Regions from separate parts of the Mus musculus genome. Here region 2 is linked to region 1. The links are chromatin contacts, called in public promoter capture Hi-C maps. All regions are on one chromosome and are shown on one strand. The core of a region is the stretch at or near the end of the contact, and the rest is flanking DNA. Distances in the headings are between cores, read along the strand shown. Region 1 overlaps Tnrc6c (trinucleotide repeat containing 6C). Region 2 holds the start of Tmem235 (transmembrane protein 235).

Region 1 (6,070 bases), core at 2,004-4,503:
GAACGTTTGATGGAAGAAAAGAAAAAGAAAAAGCAGGAAGACAAGAAAAAGAAGGAAGGTGCTCAGAAAAAGGTTTGCTAAAATTCCTTTTCCCATGTTCTCCTGGGTCGTGTCTGTATTAACATAGCTATCTCATGGCCAAGGTTGATTCTGTTACTTTTTTAAATCAATATGTTGAGTCTATAATTAGTAAATATAGATGTTGAGTCTATAATTAGTAACTATAGATACTTGACTAGTGAAGCGAGAACAATGCCAGCTACTGAAGGTCTTTTCTGAAGGCGCATGGTGTGTCTGGGGCCGTGTAATTAATGTGTAAAGAATGTTTGGGCCGCCTCCTGAGGATGGACTGTGCTCAGCCCAGAGTAGCCCTATCTGAGATACCAGGGAGAACCAGGACACTGACAGTATTAGTAAAGCTAGAAATCATTTTTTCAGTCTTAGTAAATATTCTTTTTTTTTTTTTAAAGTTTTTTGAGACAGGGTTTCTCTGTGTAGCCCTGGCTGTCCTGGAACTCACTCTGTAGACCAGACTGGCCTCGAACTCAGAAATCCACCTGCCTCTGCCTCCCAAGTTCTGGGATTAAAGGCGTGTGCCACCATGCCTGGCTTGTAAATATTCTTTATATTTATAAATCCTTATAAATAAATAAGTTCTATAAACCAGTCTGAAGAGATGACTCAACAGTTAAAAACATTAAAAAAATCTCTTTTTAGAGTTCTTTAAACTTTATACTCCTATTTCCATTTTCTTTTATTTTAAAGATTTATATATTATTATATCTTAAGTACACTGTAGCTGTCTTCAGACACATCAGAAGAGGGCATCAGATCTTATTATGGGTGGTTGTGAGCCACCATGTAGTTGTTGGGATTTGAACTCAAGACCTTCGGAAGAACAGTCAGTGTTCTTACCCACACTGAGCTATCTCCACAACCCCATATTTCCATTTTCATTGTGTAAAATAACCAAATTAAACCACCCATCCTTGCTTTCATCCCTGTACTAAGCCATGGCGTTGGAAAGATCCCTTCTAGACTGGCACATAGAGAGTGCAGGTAGTGTCCATAAAAATGTTTGCTGGTAACTAACTTAGCACTGTCATGTGGTCAGAGCAGGATTTTTATTTTTCAGTAGTAAATTAGCTAAATAAAAGGCTTGCTTTAGGGAACTGGAGAGATGGCTCAGCAGTTAAGAGTACTAACTGCTTGTCCAAAGGTCCTGAGTTCAAATCCCAGCAACCACATGGTGGCTCACAACCATCTGTAATGGGATCTGACGCCCTCTTCTGGTGTGTCTGAAGACAGCTACAGTAAATCTTTAGAAATCTAAATCTAAATCTTTAGAAACAAAAGGAGGAGCTTGCTTTAAAAATGTATATTCTCCCCCCCCCCTCCAAAATTAAAGTAAAATAAAGAAAAACAGAGGCAGGCAGATCTTTATAGGTTTGAGGCCAGCCTGCTCTGCACAGTGAATTCCAGGACAGTCAAGGTTCCATGTCTCAAAGAAACTAAGGAAAAAAAAAAAAAAAAAACCCTAAAATACTTAGAAGTTTGCTTATAAACCTTCATCAGTGTGGACATTGCTACAATTGTTTCTAAAGAAGTTCTGATTTTTTTTTTCAGGCTGCTGATCAAAAAACCAAAGGTAAGTATGTTTGTTTGTTTATTTTTATACTTTGTGAGGGGCATACTTTTTATAGTAGTATCAAACTTTGCAATGGTGTGACTTTTGTAAAATTTATGTTTATAGGTGTTTTGCCTACATGTTTGTCTGTGTACCAAGTGTGTACAAAGGCCAGAATAGAGCCTTGGATCTCCTAGACCTGGAATTGAGATAGCTGTGAGCCACCATGTGTGTGCTATTAAATACTTCTTTTTGTCTTCCCTTGGACACAATTGCACATGTAGATACTTGCATTGTAAGGACTTTTGCAAAGGTTCTGCCAGCTGCAGTCTGTATTAATACTCTGTGTCTACTTGGTATCTTGTAGTTTTGCTTTGTTTTTTAAGATTGTTTTAAAAATTCATTTTATTTATATAAGTACACTGTAGCTATCTTGAGACACACCAGAAAATGGCATAGGATCCCATTACAGATGGTTATGAGCCACCATGTAGTTGCTGGGATTTGAACTCAGGACCTCTGGAAGAGCAGTCAGTGCTCTTAGCCTCTGAGCCATCTTTCCAGCCCAGCATCGTTTGTGTAGTTTTAAAGTCAAAATTATGTGTAGAATTTGAAATTGAGCAGGACTTGGAATAAGTTCTTGGTTTTATTTTTAGTAAATGCAGAATTGGTGGAACTACGGCTTTTGACCCTGTGTATCAGTCCTTGGTCCTTGTTACCAGAGTCACTTCAACAGATGAGTTTACTGTTAAATGGGTATTGAAGCAGCAGGGTACCAGGTCATCTCCTCTGCTCTGTTAGAATCTTTTCAGAAGGCTCCAGAAGGACTGGCCATGGCTGTATTTGAATTTATGATTTCAAATAAAACAGTGTTTTTTTACAAATATGGAACTCTTCCTGCATTGCTTATATGCCCCCCCTCTTTGTGTGTGTGTGTCCCATTTTCATAATCTGCTTCATTGTCATTGGTGACTCTTGACTTCTCAGGCTGTGACTGCTCACAGCTGTGTGGTGACTGAAGTACACTGTCCTGCCTCCTCTTGTGGAACCCTGGTTTCTGTAAGTGTGCTGGTGTTTGCACTGTGGATGACTGACTCTGCTGGGTTCTTGTATCTCCTCTCCGTTGATGGGTTTTGGGGAACAGTTTGTTGGTAACTGTAATCGGCCTTTGGATTTGTCCTAGACACAGTTGTTGTATACTTCTAGAATTATAAAGGATCTAAAGTCTTCTACATAATTTTCTTTTTTAGTTAATTATTTCTGTGTTAAATGTATGAGTATGTTGCCAGCATGTTTGTATGTGCACCACAAAATGTATGCCTGGAATTCATTGAGGCCAAAAGAGGGTGCTGGATCCGTTGGAATTGGAAAGTGGTTTTGAGCTGATGTGGGAGTGCTAGGAACTGACCCAGGTCCTCTGAAAGAGCATCAAGTCCTCTTAACCACCAAGCCCATCTCTCCAGCCTAGTTTGTTTTCTAAGAAATATTAGTAGTGTCAGGTTTTGATTTTCTCACAGCCTATCATTACTCAGTCCCACCAGAATCAGCTGCTGTGAAGTGGCTCTCATGCCTGGTGCTGGTGTTAGACAGGACATTGATGTGGTAATGAGATGTTAAACAGCAGCATAAGACAGGCTTGCATTTGCCCCTCCCTGTCCTCTTTGCCTCCTGGCATGGCCTGCCTGGCAGTACATAGTTCAGGGGCTACAACTGCCTGTCCCTACACTCTCCCCAGAACCCTCACTCAGCTCCTGCCTTCAGACTTGTTCTAGGCCCTAGCATTAATGAGTCCCCTTGTTGCTGCTGTCACTGGGGACAGGAAGGAATCTAAAGCTACAGAGTTTGCTACCAAACATGGAGGATTTGTGGGACATCATACAGTGGGCCCTGGCCCCCCTTCTCCTATGTCCGAAGCCAGTGAGCTTCAGAGCAGTGGTATCAGGATGCTTTCTGAGAAAGACAGCAGCAGGGGGCTTAGCAGTCCCTCTCCATCTGCCAGTCTAGTAGAGACCACACTTCTCTCTCCCTTATAAATTTGAAAGTGGTAGTTTGTTTGTTTGTTTTAGAAATTCTGTTTTAGAAATTCTTTCAAAATCATAATTAAAATAGAGATTGTCTCTGACTATCTTTTCTTTTAAAAAAAAAATCATTTTGCAGAGGCGGGGTGCAGGGGGCTGGAGAAATGGCTCAGGGGTTAGGAGCATCAATTCCCAGCAACCACATGGTGGCTCACAACCATCTGTAATGGGATCTGATGCCCTCTTCTGGTGTCTGAAGACAGTGACAATGTGCTTGTTTACATAATACAAATAAAATCTTTTAAAAATGTTTATTTTTATTTTATGTGTTTGGGCATTGTGACTGTATGTATATCTACAGAAGCTGGAAAAGGGAATGTCCAGTCCCCTGGGACAAGAACTGTAGGTCGTTGTGCGGTGCCATGTGGGTGCCAGGAATCAAACCCTGGTCTCTGTTAAAGCAGCCAGTGCTCTTTAACCACCAAACCATCTCTCTAGAACCAGGCTAGTTTTTCAAGTCCTGTTCTGTGATTGCTTTGTGGAAGTCTCATTCTTGTCTTAAAGATCAGAACGAGAAGATGAGTTGTGGAGCATCCTTTTTCTGGCATCCTGCCCTTAGGTTGTACCGTAAGGAACACTGTTTTCGTTGTAGACAGGAGATACACTGTTGTTCTGCTCTGGAGCTATTTGCAAATGGTAGGTCTTTTACCAGAATTTCTCTCCCTCTGGGCCTTCACTGTCTCTGTTGGTAGAGGAAACTCTACATTAATGCCTTACTGTTACAAAAGCAAAACAAAGCAAAACTTTTATTGAAAATACTTGGGAGACAAAAACTGAAGGGTCATGAGTTCTCTCTCTCTCTCTCTCTCTCTCTCTCTCTCTCTCTCTCTCTCACACACACACTCCCAAGAGAAATGTCTTATTTCCCATTCACTGTTTATTAACCACCCTGTATATCTCATTATATTATTAATGTCAATACACTGCTTTCCACAGTTTATACTCCCCTCAAACCTGAGCACTAAGCCATTTAAACACCTTCCTGCCAGCCTGTTCATAGATAGAATCAGCCTGGTACATTCTCCTGTACCTGCATTAGTTACTAAAGAAGGGCAAATGAGCACGCAGGCTTCCTGCCCCAGTGAGAGCCTCAGTGTGTCATGGCAGGAGTGATGGGTGGGTCGGCTGCATGCTGCTGTGCACTGTGCTGTGCACTGTGCTGCCCTGTGTGTCACCGATGCTGAATTAGTGACTGAGGTCCAGACAGCAGCAGTCTCTCTATTTAGGGCCCTGCCCTTAATTTGGGTATGATTGGTAATAATAGTTTTTTTTTCCCTTTCTTTCTTTTTTGGTTTTTTGAGACAGGGTTTCTCTGTGTAGCCCCGGCTGTCCTGGAACTCACTCTGTAGACCAGGCTGGCCTCGAATTCAGAAATCCACTTGCCTCTGCCTCCCGAGTGCTGAGATTAAAGGCGTGCGCCATCACACCTGGCTCAATAGTTTCTTGGTTTTTTTTTTAATCTGTGAACTTTGTGAGCCTCAATTTTGTATCATGTTTTCTGAGGCTTTTCAAGGATTGATTTGGGAAGTAGAGGGCAGAATTAACCATATGGTACTCCTCATAAATGATTGATTTTATATTCATGAAATAAAAAGTTTTCCTATAAAAAGCTCAAATTTAGTCAGATCACCTATGAAAGCAAGTGCTTTGATGTTTGCTTGTGGCTCGTCTCGGGAGATTACTAAGTTAGGGTCTCTGGACTGAATGTGGGACTGACTGCTCACTTTGTAATTGCTAGTTCTCAGAAAACCATTGTTAAAGTCAGTGCAAACCATGTGAAACCATATTCTTTCAGTATGAGCACTTCACCCAGTACTACACTCAAACTTTGGCTCTGTGTGTGTGTGTGTGTGTGTGTGTGTTATAAGTGAAATGCAATAAATTGCACATATTAAAAAAAGAACAGTTTGCCATATGTTGGAATGTGTGCTCTTGTGAAACCAATGACACCAAGCAATCCCCAAGATTTTCTTTGTTCCTCTTTACCCCCATTTCTGTTATCTCCTCCTTGGCTATCTGCCCTGAGCAAACACTGGCCCACTTTTGCCTAAAATTGACTCTATTACATAATGTATAATGAATGGACTCATATGCCATTGTCTTGCTCAGCAGAATATGTGGGGATTCATCCACTTGTGTGCCACTGGTCCCTCCCTTTTTCTTGCTGGGTACCGTTCGATTGTGCATGTATACCATCAGCTTGCCCATCCATTCACCCACTCCTGGGCATTTGATTTTTTTTTTCTTTTCTTTTGGACATTTGTGTCAAGGTCTTAGAATGGTATATACCTGGATTTTTTTTTCTTGAGTAAATACATGGAAAAGAATAGCTGTAATCATTTTCTCAAGAGGCTGCAAACTCTTG
Region 2 (6,070 bases), core at 2,221-4,720, 160 kb after region 1:
GCAAGCATCACCCTGAGTAAGGTGAGGAACCCTGCAGGGCTTCGAGTTTCCTGCCCACTGGCTCCGTCTATGGCACTTGCCAGGTTTCAACAGGGAAGGCCCAGTCTGGGTCTGCGCCCCCACAGTGGGACATTCTGAGTGCTTGAGCATACTCCGAACTGGTGCTGTGCCCTGAACCCTGCCTCCTGCAGCCAGCTTGCAGAGTTTCTACTTGCTTTCTGACCATCAAGGAGGTAAAAAGCCAGCTAGTGTGCCGAGCACCCTGGGTGGCAACAGAAGAGGCAACCGTTCAACATCCCTGTCATTGAGTTCCTGTCAGAAGCTGCCAGCTGGACTGACAAGGGTGGGTGCACAGATCAGGAGAGAGGTGTGCCTTCTAGTCACTGCAAATGTAGTCTGGTATGCGTGTGGGAAGGGAGGACATGGCAATGTCTTGCGCATGCCCGACTCGACCAGCAACACGTTTATTGGGAGAGCTTGATTGCAGAGGCGAAGAGACCCTGAGCCCAGAACTGGTGCTGCTTATACAGGCCTAGGAGAGGCGTGTCTCACACCCGGATTGGTTATGCACTATGCCTCATTTGCATGTTCCTCATCTGATTGGCTACTCTCAGTACCTCACAGAACCTCATTAACATACCTCATTTGCATGTCTCACATCTGATTTGTTATATTCTCAGTACTTCATTAACATGCCCGGGCCAGGCAGTGACTTGGCAAAAAGCTTTACTGCATATGTACACATTGGTTGTTTGTCCAAACTTATGCGTGGTGGCCAGCAGTAGCCAGCGCCACTCTGCAACGGCACATGTGGCTTCCCACAGCGATGAGAACACCTTCCCACTGCAAAGCCCTAGCTGGTGGCAGGGGTGGCCAGCTCTGCCAGTGGACTCACAGATTTGTGGGTTCCACTTGGTTTGATACTATCTGTCAGTCCAGTTACTGCCATGGTCACATCTAGTAGCTATCCAGTGCTTCCTCAGTGTGTATAAACAGAGCCTTGGCTGCAGCCTTGTTTCATCCAAGCAAGATGAAAAGCTGTGTTTCTAGCCTATGCTCTCCAACTCTGGAGAACCTTTTAGATTTTTTTTTTTTTTCATCCTGCATGCTGGGTGGATGAATGGGCCTGTTGGGCAGTAATTTGTGTGAGGTCCATCTTCTGTGGGAGGATGCTCACCATGCTCGGTAAAGTTAGCTGGCAGATAGTTGATGGCCATTGGCTGAAGGGTAATTTAGCTCACAGTTGCAGCTGCTTCCCCAGTCTCGGGCTGGAGGCCATAGCCAGAGTTAGCCTGGGGCAGGACACATGGCTGGCACTAGAGACAGAATCTTTCCAGCAAATGTGACCTAGTTAAAGACAGAGGCTTGGGTGCAGACCTATCTCTGTCACTCAGGATTGGACCATCTTCCTCCAGGAGCCCACCCCTGTCTTTGGCGTCTGTACTGATGGGTTATGCTGTCTTTGAAGAGTCCCTGCAGGAGGCAGAGGCCAGCACACAGCCTAGTACAGCTTACACACTGAGACAACATGTAGTTCTAGAGTAGCTCCTCTTCAGACGGCACCATGTCACTGGCTGAATTCATTAGGGCAGCCCCTCAGGGACCAGCACCTGCCTCCTAGAGGACAATGTCATCAGTGGCTCTGCTGCACAGAACCCAGGGTTGAAAATGAAGTGGGAATGGACTGCTCAGCAGGCCATCGTCCAGCCCTTCAGCTTCAGGGAATCAGTGCTGTGAAGGCAGCCGCATCTTGCTTTCACCTCCCATCCTCTTCCCAAACATCACACACCTCCACCCCCACACCTGCCCCTAACTCTGGGGTAGCAGTGGCCTCGGGCATGGCTGTCACCTACCTTGACAGCTGCCGCACTAGACCCGCTTGAGCTGCACCAAGAACAGGAACCTTTACAAACCTGCTCAAGGACAGGGATTGGGGGGGGGGGGGCTCAGTGACTCAGTGAGAGAGGGATGGGGCCAGACCAGCCTGTCAATTCAGATTTCTATGCAAGAAGCCTTTGACTGAAAGCAAGACTGATTGTTGTCATGTTGACTGGGGTGGCTGCTAGGTGACCTCAAGTCTACGTGATTCATGATTACTCCTCAGCCGTAATCGGTTTGGGATAAGAGCCTCCCTTCTCCCTCTCCTCCTGCCTTGGGAGGGCTGCCTCTCTAAGCACCAGATCATAGGGCTACCACCTGCTTCCAGAGCAGGGGTGTCTGTGGGACAATGCCAGCGGAGAGGTTGTCACAGAGCAGATGTGGCTGGGGAGAGCTTGGTGTGCATGTGAAGGGAGCAGCTTGCAGCGTGCTGGAAGAATTCTGTGCTTGCATCAATTCTTGTTTCAATGGCTGAATTCCACTTGAAATATCGTTTTAATAACTTTGCTAAAATTGCTTTTATCTCTGAACCATATTCCTCAAGCCAAGAGCTTAGCAGAGAGAAAACATATATTATGGAGAGACCCAAATAATCCAAGAAAGGGGGTGGTTGACCTGAGTGTCAAAGCTCTGGTGTCCTAGAAAGACCACCTCTGGCCCTCCTCTTTGGGCTCTGTCCTCCCCAGGGGCGGTGATTTAGAGGTCCCCCCATTCTCCAAAATGTAACCCAGCTCACCTTGCTTCCCATTGCCTGATTCTTCCTGGGAGAGGCCTCTTCCCTGCTCCCTTGCCTCTCCTGCCATTAGCATCTGACTCCTGTCCTTGGGGGGCAGGGGTCTGTATGTGTGCTCTGAAAGTGAGTTAGAAAAAAAGCAATGCTTTTTTCTCCCTGCTGCAGGAAGCTTATTCCACTGGTCCTCGGGACTAATGGAAACCAGGACCCCACACTGAGATGTGTCACAACCCAAGTCTTCCCTAAATGTGCCCAGCTGGGTCTGTCTACCACCCTTCCCTCTCCACAAACCTCCGTTCTAGGAGCTATTGCTGCAGTGGTCCAGCTGCTGACTGCTCCTGCACATCTTGGGGGTGGGGCCATCTTAGACTCACCTCCGATCCTCTTCCCAAACATCACACAGCACTGTGCCTAGTTTGTGACATCATTGGAATTTGAGCCCAAATTTATTGTCTCCAGCTCTGCTACGACCTGAGATTCCCCCCTCTCTTCCCTTACTGCCTGGCCAGCACAGAAAAGTGATCCATTTCCTAGAAAACTTGACCACTCCTGCGGTGGCAGAAATGCAGTGGTCGCAGAAGCACCTATGACGTTGTCTCTCCCCCGCCCCTGCCTTCTATCTACCTCTGCTTCCAGCCAGCCTGCTCTGCAACACCCCTCCCATGCCCTCTCCTGCTGATGCTCCCTCCCCTCCCACCGCCTAAACCTTCACTAGCCTGCTTCATTTCTGTCCCGAACCCCGACTGTCCCCAGCCGACAGTTCTTGTCTTCACCTCCCTGCCACTCTGTGCAGCCAGTCCCTAGCTCCTCTTCCCACTCGGCCCTGCGTCCCGTGCGCTGCTGTCTGGCTCTAACTCACATGGCCCTGCTAGCCACCTTGCTCCTGAGCGCAGCCCTGGGCGCCTTACTCAGCTTCGCGCTGCTGGCAGCGGCTGTCGCCAGCGACTACTGGTACATCCTGGAGGTGGCGGACGCTGGCGGCCTCGGTGGCGTGCAGCTCTTCTCGCATTCCGGGCTCTGGCGCACCTGTGAAGGTGAGCTACACACAGAGACTCCTTGGTCCCACTCTCCTTCCACCTCCTTTATTCCTATCCCCCTAACCCCGTCCCTATCAGTTCCATTGCTGGGATGCGGAGGAGTGTGAGAAAGAAGGTCCCCGCTCAGGGACAGGCTGCTGCCATCGTGGCCATAGCTGGGAAGCAGAGGGGGCTGAAACCATGCTTCCTTACATTCTGAAGAGCTTCTCTCTAAGGCCTGGCTGGGAAGAGTAGGGGTGCCATTGAGAGATGACAGGTCAGGTGGGTGGGCCATGAACCTGCTCCTTGCTTCTGAGTAACTTGATTGCACCTCCTTAGCCTTTCTAGGACTAGGTGCCCCCATGGAGGTCAGAGGAAGAAGAGCACCGGTGGCTGGGTCCCAGTCACCAGGGCTCAGTCGCAGCTTCCTGCGCTTTCTGCTCTTCCACAGGGCTGTTGCCCAGGGACCACGGAAGTCCTGACTCCTTCCTAGAGGAGGGGCCATGGGGCCGAGGAGGGGCAGGAAGCATAGGTGTGGATGTCTAGGGCCCTTCAGCCAAGTGACCAGGGGCTGGTGTCTCCTATGTGAGGCTCCCCAGTGCCCCTCAAGCCCCCATTCTCACCAACCTCAGCCTGATGCTGCCCTTGCCAAAGGGTGTCAAGAATATGACAGTGGCTGTGTATGAACACATGGTACTGTGTGTGTGAGGAAATATAAGTTGTGTGACTATGAGAGGCAAAAATAAATATGATTGTGTGTATGAGTGTGTGTATGTGTGTGTGTGTGTGACTGCGCACAGCTGTGAGCAGACTTGTATGTGTAAGCAGATGCGTGATGGTTGCTTCCTCTGTGTGCTTGGGACGAATGATCAAACTGTTCATTTACCTGGCAAACCTCCTTATCTGTGTGTCCTCGGCATATGTGTAGATGTAGGTGTGTGTGTGTGTGTGTGTGTGTGTGTGTGTGCGCGCGCTCAGCATACGTGCATGTGTGGGTGCTTCCCTGTGTGCTCAGCAGTGTATGTAGGTGCTTATGAGTGTGTGGTCATGTGTAAGGACCAGAGAGCCCTGATAACACGAGTCAGGAATGCTCCAGGATGTGGCATCTCCTCTTTTGGTGACCCAATCTGGGCATTTCTGAATGTTTGAATTTTTACACTCACTTCCCAGTAGGTATGACCTTCTGTGACCCTTAACTAAATAAGAGGTCTAGTCTCTAGTCCCATTTGGAGCCATAGCCCTGAGTTTCAAGAGTTAAACTGGGTCCCAAGGCTATGGTGCCCATGATGCCCAGCCCCCATCTGCACCTTGGTTTTCAGGGCAGAACAGCTGCGTGCCCCTGATTGACCCATTTGCCAGTGCCGGCCTGGAAGTTTCTCCCTCCGTACAGCACCTGCTCTGTGAGTCCTGGGGCAGTGCCATCTCTGACTCTTCAGGCAGGTCTGGGACCCAACCACCTCACCTCAGCCCACAAACTTCTTCTGAGGCTCTGGCCCAGAGGTTGTCTCCGTCATAGCCCTCTGACCACAGATCCTGGAAGCCCAGCCGGCTCTGCCCTCCCCATACCCCGGGTCCTTCTCAGTGGAACCAGCCTCTGATTTTGAGGATGTGAACCACCTTGGAGCATGACTGGGTCTCCTTATGCCCACCAAGTCCCCTTCTAGACTGACCCAGTTTTCAGTTGGATGGCCATCGATGACCTACTCTCCCTGAGAGGCCGGAGGGTGGAGAGGGAAGGGCAATGGCGAGCTCCCTCATCCTGGCTTCAGAAAGCCTGTACCAGAAAGGGGTGGCCACCGGGAGGGTCTAGTAGCCCCTAGGGAGATAGGCGTCTGCTTGAATCTCTGCTCTGGTGACCAGAGCAGGTGAAGGCATGGCTATCTTTGGCTCCTCCTTGGAGGCAGGTCCCTTTCCCTGCCCCTCTGTCCCCCCCTCTGCCTGCCCCTGAAACCCCCTCTTCCCACAGCCCTGCATCGCACAGTCATGGTAGTCTTGCCTCTGAGCCTCGTCCTCATCGTATGTGGTTGGGTCTGCGGCTTGCTCAGCTCCCTATCCCAGAGTGTCCCTCTGCTGCTGGCCACTGGCTGCTACTTCTTGCTAGGGGGTGAGTTGGAGGGAGGGTTGGTCATCCTGGGAGTGGGGTCCTCATTCACTTAGTCCCCACCCTGTCATCAACGGTGGGCAGGTGGCCACACAGGGGTCATTCCTCAGCAGCCTTTATCACTGGGGCTGGGTTTGTGCCGGCCTGTCGACTCAGGCCGGTTGTACTCTCCTGGCTGTGACCACAATGATGAGATTACCCAGGGCTGCACCCCTTCCCAGACAAGCCTGCTTCCCTGCAGGGGACACTGGGCTCTTCAGGAGCCCTTTGTTAGGCACGGGATGAGCCTGAGATGGGGAACCACGGCTAAGAACTAATGAGACAGACATTTAGATCCAGGTC

The links. Promoter capture Hi-C pulls out the DNA fragments that hold promoters and counts their contacts.
Region 2: a contact with region 1 is called in a promoter capture Hi-C map of embryonic stem cells, with 2.9 times the contacts expected there. The contact joins the promoter of Tmem235 here to the enhancer-like site in region 1. A contact is called at or near these places in 17 of 39 promoter capture datasets (the 3T3-L1 cell line, 3T3-L1-derived adipocytes, the C10 cell line and 12 more), 5 of 484 Hi-C or Micro-C datasets (the HPC-7 cell line, embryonic stem cells and fetal liver), 1 of 115 datasets of contacts at active chromatin or transcription factors (fetal liver) and 2 of 9 other capture datasets (adipose tissue and liver).

What each region holds. Positions count from the first base shown.
Region 1 is chr11:117,700,753-117,706,822 of GRCm38.p6, forward strand. It overlaps Tnrc6c (trinucleotide repeat containing 6C), which reads left to right. Exons shown (of 22, transcript NM_198022.2): 2 at 1-72; 3 at 1,627-1,648. The coding sequence starts at 10. Among named protein-coding and RNA genes, the nearest start is that of Tnrc6c, 49 kb to the left of the region's middle. Within about 2 kb of position 3,254, at least 8 of the 459 cell types and tissues checked have an H3K27ac peak or open chromatin away from gene starts, as enhancers often do. A contact at or near this core is called in embryonic stem cells and stem cell-derived epiblast-like cells, where this site is marked.
Region 2 is chr11:117,857,282-117,863,351 of GRCm38.p6, forward strand. It overlaps Tmem235 (transmembrane protein 235), which reads left to right and starts at 3,471. Exons shown (of 4, transcript NM_001085535.1): 1 at 3,471-3,645; 2 at 4,947-5,027; 3 at 5,594-5,731. The coding sequence starts at 3,471.